2 separate regions of the Zea mays genome follow, and region 2 is linked to region 1. Evidence: chromatin contacts called from public Hi-C data. All regions are on one chromosome and are shown on one strand. The core of a region is the stretch at or near the end of the contact, and the rest is flanking DNA. Distances in the headings are between cores, read along the strand shown.

Region 1 (4,736 bases), core at 1,608-4,107:
TCATATATCTCAAGTGAGATAAACTGCACAAGCACAACTTGGCCAGGTTATTTTCCTTGCTTCACAGAAAATACTTAAGTCAAAATTGCTCCACTTAATTACATTGGATTTGCAGCACTGCATTCCCTATGCAACACCAAAACTTCATGTTAAACTAAACATGTAGATCAGTAGAGCTTCAGCCTCTCACAAGTCACAACACATGGCTGTGACAACGACAATGACACATATATATACCACTTAGGCTACTCCCAATGCATAGTATCATGTTGTTATATCCAAGACTGCCATGCCGTACAAAGATCACCAAATTCATGTGTAGATACAATCCCTCCAATGTATAATGCCATAACTTTGCTTCTTAGAAGTTAAAAATTAATTGATTGATGTTTGCTGTTATGTTGTGTTTATGAGAGTAGGCCCAAGCTGTTGGGTTGGTGCCAAAGTATTGGATTTCATGTTAGACATTGTTTCTCTACTATTTGATTCCACATCAAAAAAATCCTATGTCTATGCATGATGCCACCCATTGGGAGTAGCCTTAGGTTTAACCATATTATTATTGCTTCTTGATAGCAATGACTGAGCAGTGTAAATCATTAGTTCTAATAATATTAATAATGTAAGCAGGAGAGTATACTTGAACTTTCCGGAGCAGATTGCGTGTGCGATGTAATTTCTCAATGTTTTCCCTTTTGTCAAAAAGAGATGTATTCACTGTGTCGCTTCTTGATTGCACTGATGTTATCTGGAAAAGGCAAACAAATATTGGTTCAACCATGTAAAAATGAGTTGACCATACACCAACGAAATAATGCATACCTTTGTAAGGAGCTGCTCCATATTTGCCTCCATTCCAACAATGTTAGTCTTCATCCTGTGAAAAAAATCAAAGATACATAGCAATACATGTTACAACTATAGAAAATAATAGCATTAGTACATCGAACTCATTAACAGAAGGAGAAGTCTGAACTATCAGTAAGGAAATAGCATCACCTTTTTATAGTGTCAGTTGCACTAATAAACTTGTTATAATTCTCATACACTAGCATCTGTAAATCTGTGTCTAGGTTCTTGATCTCAGTAGCCATCTTCACATGCCTTTGTAGAAGACCTTCCAGATTGGATTGTTGCACCTGAAAACCAGTAAACCACGTAAGTAGTGAGCATCCTACTCTTAGGTATCAGGACTAACAAACTAAACATGGTATTATGGCATACTAATTTACGCTTTCAACAAACGATATTACACTAGCAATAGCATATTAGAGGTATGTAGTTTGGGCCCAAAAAATCTAGCAAATTTTTCAGTAAAAGCCTCTCTTTAAATGTCTGAAATTCTGGGAAGCCTATAGTCCTTTGATCACATCGAATACATTGTTTTAACCAAACCTTAGTCAAGTCAGCGGTAATTAGGAAAAAAAAATTGAACAAAGTTCCAGCTAGCCAATCATTTAACAAGGTTAGTTGAAAGCACAAACCAAAAATATCCCAGGTCCATACAGAAAAAGGGTCAAACCCATTTCAACTTTCTTATAAAACCATTTGCAGCAATCCAAGTATGGAACAGTGTGAATAACTCAAGCCATTCAAGTGAAAATGGCAAGCCACGCAACAAATATATGCATAAAAGGTCATTTGAGTGGTAGGTCATGCTAAATTTCATATTATCTGAATGCCAGTAAGCTACGTAACAGAAAAGTGACAATATAAAAAGGTAATACCAGTGTTAATTATGTAGCATAAGCAAACTATATGAGTAAACTGAAACTGAAACTATAAAAAGGTAATGCTACTGTAACAAGTAGTCTAACTCTAACTACATAAGTAGCATGGCAATAAATTTAATCTTTCTGATAAATATCAGTCATGTGTCAAGATCTCAAACTCCAAGGATACTTATGCAGCATGGGAATGCTCCTAGTTAAAATAATTTTTTGAACACAGTCTAGTTAAAATAAATTTGATTGAGGACTTAGTTAAAAAAATAGACTTGCATGGAAAATTCAACAGTGTAGTGATGCAGCAAGCTAGCTATGTAAAAACTGATAGAATTATGTAGCTCTCTGCTTCAGATATCGTCTCTTGAGGGTTCTATTTCCTGAGCACAATAAAATTTATAATCACGATATACTGGAACAAATTTCATCAAAACTCAACTCCGTGATCTACACACATCAGAAATTTTAGCAGCATATACACAAATTTCAGAACTGGCTGTGTTTAAATACATAAGTTACATTTATAATCACAAGATACAGGAACAAATTTCATCAAAACTCAACTTCATGAGTTACGCACATCAGAAATTTTAGCAGCATATACACAAATTCCACAACCGACTGTGTTTGAATACATAAATAAGTAAACAGCATCATAGGATATGACAATTTGGCTCGGTTGATCTCGACACAAATGTGGTGTGCACTAATCAGATCAATTCCAGAAAGAGTCTAATAAATTCAGGGATTAGTCCAGACCAACTATACTATCCGACCGAGAAGCAGGGAGCTGGATCTGAGAGACCAGGAAGATGGAGGAAGTGGGGATCAGACACAAGCACGAACCAGGACATTCATGTAGATGTCGGGATCGAAGGAGGTGGAGTTGATTGAGTCGAGGGGCGATGCGGGCGCGGCGGTAGGGGACGGGCGCGCCAGGAACGCGGGGGCCGCGGCACCCCCGGCGGCCGCGGACGGGTCGGTGTTGTAGAAGCTAGCAAGGAGGTCGCGCGTGCGCCGCGCCTTCTCGTCCATTGCCGCCGGTGCGGCGCCACCGGCTGTCGCCATATCGGTGGGGCGTCGCGGTGGGTCTCGCAGTCGAGGCGCCGGAGAGACCAGAGAGGCTGTGGGAGTGGAGATGGAGAATGCCAAGGGGTGTTTTGGAAAGTTTCCTTTCCAAGCGTAAAGAGAGGTTAAGAGCATCTCAAGCTACGTCTAAATTTCACTATCTAAATTATCATTTATAGAGTTATTTACACTTTCTATCTTTTCAATTGTTGGAGGCCTTCGTCTTCCGAAGGTCCTCAAAAACATAATTTAACAACGTTTCTAGAGTATAATACATGAACAGGTATCTTCGGACTCGGATCAGAACCACAACATGAAGAAGTACAAAGGTTGGCGCAGAGCTGAAGCTATGCGCAGGGGACCTTCGGCGTGATATCAGAAAGGGGAACCGACTTAAAAGGGAAAAGACTATTCAGACCTCGATGGATTACTATACGGTCATTAGCAAATGTAAAGGGCATAAGTGTAATTTTACATGGGCTGCGTCCCGTGTCTATAAATAGATGAACAGTGTCCCGTACTGTTCACGCTGACTTGTCATTTTGCCTTTGCGTCACGCTTGTACTTTTACCTTCTTTCAAACCGAAGGTACATTTGTAATTTAACATCATTTCTATTTTTTCATGATAATAAAATAGAAATGAGCTAATGTTAATATATAATTGTTCATGTTATTTCTCATGCTTTATACGCTTCTTCTTTCGTTAGTGCATATTGTGATGACGAAGGTATGTCCTTCATAACCTTCGTCCGAAGATCGTTATATCCTTAGCGAAATAATGCTTCGAAGGACGAAGGGCATTAACCATTAACCTATTTTTTGTGTTGCCTTGTTCTTAAATCATAGCATTTGAAAACAAGTCCCCAACATTGGCGCCCACCTCCGGTGAATCCTTTTCGACCACCTTCGGCAAGCATTGACCTTCCTCATGCCACCGAAGAAAGCTTCAGTGACAGGGGCTGCGGCACTACTGCCGCTGGACCCAAATCAAGAAACCCTTTCTCTTCGAGAGGCCCGAAGTCAGAAGAGGAAAGCCACTAGTCCAACACCACAGGAGGACGAGTTGGACCAAGAAATCAGAAACACGGAGATGCTTCATCAACAAGTACAAAGGAAGAAGGAGAAGATGGCCCAACTAGCCGACCTTCAGAGGCAGATTGACGAAGCCATTGAAGAAGTACGCCATCTTGTTCAAGATGAGCAAGAACGAAGGCCCCAACACAGGGAGCTTCATCAAGAAGGCTTGTTCGATGATGATGGATGGTATGATGATTTTAATCGTGGTACCTTTACTTTTGACGATGCTTCTCCCTTGGCAACAGAACTGCAGGCTATCTCATGGCCCCCATCGTATAAGCCACCTCAGCTTCCGATGTATGATGGGCATTCAGACCCGAAGCAGTTTTTGATGAGCTACGAAGCAATTATATCTTCATACGGAGGCAATGCAGCTGTCATGACCAAGTCTTTCGTCATGGCAGTCAAGAATGTGGCCCAAACGTGGTATTCCTCTCTTCGGCCATGAACTATTACTTCATGGCAGAAGCTTAAGGATATGCTGGTAACAAGTTTCCAGAGCTTTCAGACGAAGCCAGTTACAGCTCAAGCTTTGTTTCAATGCACGCAAGACCACAAGGAGTATCTCCAAGCATATGTCTGAAGGTTCTTGCGCCTGAGAGCACAAGCGCCTACAGTGCCCAATGAAATTGTCATTGAGGCCATGATCAAGGGGCTTCGTCCAAGACCTACTGCCCAATATTTTGCTAGAAAGCCTCCACAGACTTTGGAGAAGCTGCTTGTCACACTCGGGCTTTAAGGAACAAAGCCGGGTGCATCTCATACATGCGCCAAAGGAGACAACATATATAATAACAGAGTGTATAAAGATAAATGTCACAATATAATCAGAGTACTTTATTACATAGCGGAAGTCTTACAAAATA
Region 2 (4,736 bases), core at 848-3,347, 250 kb after region 1:
GTCCTTACTTGGATATATAAAAACATCATGAGTAATTTGTCAACAATGAGCTTATTTGAATTGTGATAAAAAAATAAAAGGTAATTAGATGAATGGGTGTTTTGAGGGATTATCTGCATTCATGTCTAGACTATCATGACTGAAGTTTCAGTATGAATTTTTGGACAACCTCTGAACATCCTCGGCTCATAGCTTCAATTCCAACGGATCCAGTACCACTATACAAGTCTAGCCACCGACCCGGTCTGAGTGAAGCAGGAGAACCACCAGCTGACTGCAAGGTATGGTCATGAATCAAGGAAGGTCTATGAGTAAATCAAAAGGGGAACAATGATTAAAGTGGCATCAACCGATAGATGGATACCTGTAAAATGTCAAAGGCTGCTCCTCGGACAACTTCCATCATTGGACGGACATTCCTATCTTTGGGTGAAAGTAATTTCCTTCTGCGGACTTTTCCACCTAGCACCTGAAAGAAACATAGAGACTTTGAGTACCCAAAAGTAGCTCGTTTCAAAATAACCACTTAGCCTCTATGCTAGTTATAATTCTTAGAAAATCATGTAAACCAGTGACGTTTTTTTTTTTGTGTGGAAAGTATATGCACCAAATCTCACAATTAAAAAATGATTCCAGCACATAAACCTGTTTACTTCTTTAGACAATAAAAATGTTGCCCCACAAATCTGGCGTTACAGGTTACTGTTAGATATGCATGCATATAAGTAGCACCGAGCAACAAACAGATCTTTTTTATTTGGAAAATCATTTCAAGTTTGTTGAAAAAGAAAACTGAAACAAGAACCTTTTTCTCAGAAGCCGCAACTTTGTACACAATTCACAGAATGAGATGGGAGAGAAACTGCTTTCTTCAGCCACATACATAAATATAATATAAGTGTACAGGCCAATACATGTCTGCATCAAGCTCAACATTTTGTATGGCTTTACTGGCTTAAATATGATAGGTGCAAAGGTGCATCACTGTTACCAGATCAAATATGCTAGTATTATTTTCTTAAAGAAAGGAGCAACATATGCTAGTGAAATAAAGAGATACTAATCAATATTACCATTTACCCACAGTCTATCAATCAAACCGTAGCATACACATGAAACAGCTTTAAGATTTCTCTAAAGCTTAATCCAGGTCGCTAGCACCATTAAAACAAACAAGTGATCAATTACATAGCTCTTGTGGGACACTGAACTACAACAAATACACGCTGATCTTCAGATGTATCAGGTCCAAAAGCAAAACCCCTTCCAACTAGATGAATTAGTGCAGGTTGCGTACAAATGGATATAACAAATAGGCAAACGAACTACCTTAATCCACAAGTACTATTTAAACAAATAGGGGACTCAAAACTACATGCTCTACGCACTGAGCTTCAGTTTTGGGTCTAAAAGCGAAGCCCCTTGCATGTTAATGAATCAACGGACGCTGCATGCAAATGGTTGCGGCAGAAATGCAAGTCCAACTTAGCACACAGTTCAACAAATTGAATCATATTCTTGTGTGATTCTGAAGTACTGATTGATACAACTGCTGACAGTGCACGACCCAAAACAAAGGAACAGTTTCTGCCCAAACCTGGAGCATTTTGTGAGTCTCCCGAGGCTCCTCCACCTTCGCTGGAGTCACTGCCGCTTCCGCAGTTTGCTCCCCTCTCCCCGACTGCCGACGTCTCCGCCTGTCCTTTCTCTCTTCCTGCAAAAAATGAAAAGAGAAAGCATACCACTCAAAATCACACCAATTCGCAGCGACAATCATTACGAATAAGTTCAGAATAATTGGAGTAGACCCTCGGATTCTCCTCTGCATCTTCCTCGAAGTCGTTTGGGTTGAGCCCGTAGCTCTCCAGGAAACGCCTGCGCTCCCTCGCCGCCGCCGCCGCGGCGCCTGATGGTGCCGCGGAGGCTGCAACGGGAAGACGGCGAGCGGGGGCTCGAACGGATACGTGCTTAACCTTAGCAGGGTCCGGGGCTCGTAGTCCGGGAAGAGACATACGGAAGGGGTAGGCTGGCAGAGTGGAGGACGCCATCGGCGAGGAGCGGCGAGCACGGGACGCGCTCGTTGCCCTTCTCGATCCCGGCCTCCCCGGTCCCGGGAGTCCGGGACAGGAGACGAGAACGGATAAGAGGGTTCCTACTGGGAATCACAACTATCACCGTTCATCTGTTCTTGACTGCCCGATGGTATCTGGACGGCCAAGGTGAACAATGCTGATACTGTCCCAATGACAGTGGGCCATATTTGTTTGTGAGCACTCTTTTCATTCGTTTCTTTTTTAGAAAGATAGGTTGCCCTGCTTTATTTTTCACAAATAACTAGGTAAGTGTCCGTGCGTTCCAACGGAAACATATAATACCATGATAATTTATATCTAAATGTGTGTTATAAGAATCCAAGGGGAAATGGAAACAAGAGGTCACAAATATGATACATATCATAACAGATTAAAAAAGTTTTCTTCGACATAACGTTTATTGGTTGGATATTAAAACAATAGAAAGTCATTAGGTTGTCAATGTGTATTTGCAGAATAAAAAAGAATACAAACTAACCTTCACCCTAAATCCAGTAAAAATACACCTAAACCATACTCGCTTCAAATTGGCAAGATTTCACTTCCACACAAGAATCGCTAACATCAGCACATCATGTATTTAGTCACCTGAGAAACATAAACCTTGTAGTCGAGTAGCATCTGGGGCATCTTCTTCATATGATCTAGGTCATTCAAAGCGGGCTGCTAGCTTCTGCTACCCAACGATTGCATGTGGCGCATAGTGCAGACGCTAGAGCCGGGCGCGGTTGATGGTCCACCAGTGGGAGGAGGGGAGCAGGAGGACGACACGTAGAGTCGTCGGCCGATGTGCGGATGACCAGAGGCAAAGGCGTGAGGCGGTTGGCAAGACAAGTGTGGGAGAGCCACTGAGGCATACGTGGAGTCTAGGACTGCCCTGCCATTGCTGAGCGCCCAAGTATCAGCGTCGCCGTCATTACGTGCCGAGGGTGACTGAGGGAAGAAGCGGAAGCTAGTGAGGATCTAGGATGACAATAGTGATGTGGGATGAAGACACTATGCTCCAGGAACTCCTTGGAAGGTCCGAGCGGTGGGGGAGACTATCGTCGCCTCGAGCGTTGCCCGAATACATTCGTTGCCAACCTCGACATGAACGCGGGAGACAGAGCGAAGTTGGCGACCGCTTGGTAGAGCCCAACTTCATCTGGAGGGAGAGAGAGAAGCCTACCGCGATTTGACATGCACCATATGGGGCACCGTTGTGGCGTGTAGCGTGCTCCTGTAGCCGCTAAAGAAGTGGTGGGGACACCTCGCAGTACCGCTGCAGGTAGCCTTAGGTTGTCTCCAACAAGTGACTATAAACATCATGTACCCTAAATATAGAGGTTTTACATGTCTAGTATAGCTCCAACAAGAAACGCTAAAACTTCTGCTAAAATATAGCATGCATTCCTGGTTTGCAACATTTGGCGGAGTGGCGACCGCTCGCTATCAACTGTTCACACGCGCGCCGCCTCCTCCTGTTCTCTCCTGCGCTGCCTTGGAAGCTTCTGGAGGTCAAAGCAACAACACTGCTGATGTGGAGCAACTTGGTTCAGCCGCAACGCTGACGACACCAAAAAGTTGTAAAAGAAGGGCTAGAGCGAGGAAAGAGAGGAGATCGAGCAGATACTTGGGAGTCGGAGATCGAGTGCAGAAATGGAGGTGGCATTGCCCGTGACGTCTCCAAGCACGGTGATGTCGACCTCCATCACACGACGCAACCACATCCGGTGAAGAATGTTGAGCTCGATGGAGGCGACGCTGGCCACGGGCTCAGAGCTAGGACTGAGTGATGATGGCCACGCGATTCACATCTAGGATGGGGCAAGAACAGAGCAGACACGAATCCGGGAGGGGCGTTGCTAGCCATGGGCGCAGATTAGGGAAGGGTTCGACGACCATGTGCAGAGGAGGATATGATCCAAGACTGGGGCTACCTACTATTTGGTGAGAAGAAATATGGTAGGTCAACGACGAGCAAACCCACAACGACCCATTTATGGCCCAAAACATTGATTCTGTTGATATAGAGGATGTAATTTAGAGGACGCTGCTAGAGATGTTAAAAATGTAGAGGATAAAATATTTTAGAGAGAACTATAAAGGACTGAAAATATTTATTTATGGGATGAAATTTAGAGGATGTTGCTGTAGATAGCCTTAGATTGTCTTGAGTGCCCTCCCTAAATTCCGCCCTCTATATCCCACTTTCGTGCCACATCAGCAATATCGCTCTCCTTATATATTCGCCCTCCGTAGGACCATCCCAATAAAATATACATTTCCTCGTAACTACCACTCATTTTATTTTATTTTTAGTTTTCCAACAGAAAACCCATACGTGTAGTTGGGATTAAATTATTAAGCTTAAAAGTATTAATAAACATGCATTAGGTAATCGAGTCTTATTAGAAATAGTATTAATTCATTCGTATTCAATAATATCAAACAAATTAATATGGATGAAGACATAACCATCAAAGTATTATAGACATTAACTAATCAGTAACAGAAACAATTTCAAAGAATAATACAAAACACATTGATCTTCATTGTTCAAACTGTCGGTAAGCATTTGTAGAACAAAACAATACATTTTTATATTCGTTTGTAATGGTTGTTTGTTCGTAAATACTGACAAGGGAAAAATAAAGACCTTAC

What was found. Hi-C and Micro-C count contacts between places; a contact is called where the count stands out from the background.
Region 2: a contact with region 1 is called in a Hi-C map of leaf, with 4 times the contacts expected there. The contact joins the promoter of LOC100382446 here to the promoter of LOC541772 in region 1. A contact is called at or near these places in 2 of 25 Hi-C or Micro-C datasets (ear and leaf).

What each region holds. Positions count from the first base shown.
Region 1 is chr5:8,539,412-8,544,147 of Zm-B73-REFERENCE-NAM-5.0, forward strand. LOC541772 reads right to left here and starts at 2,858. Exons shown (of 21, transcript NM_001348117.1): 1 at 2,571-2,858; 2 at 1,000-1,139; 3 at 823-877; 4 at 641-748. The coding sequence starts at 2,792.
Region 2 is chr5:8,790,932-8,795,667 of Zm-B73-REFERENCE-NAM-5.0, forward strand. LOC100382446 reads right to left here and starts at 2,098. Exons shown (of 9, transcript NM_001150720.3): 1 at 1,809-2,098; 2 at 1,598-1,714; 3 at 365-469; 4 at 170-274. The coding sequence starts at 2,048.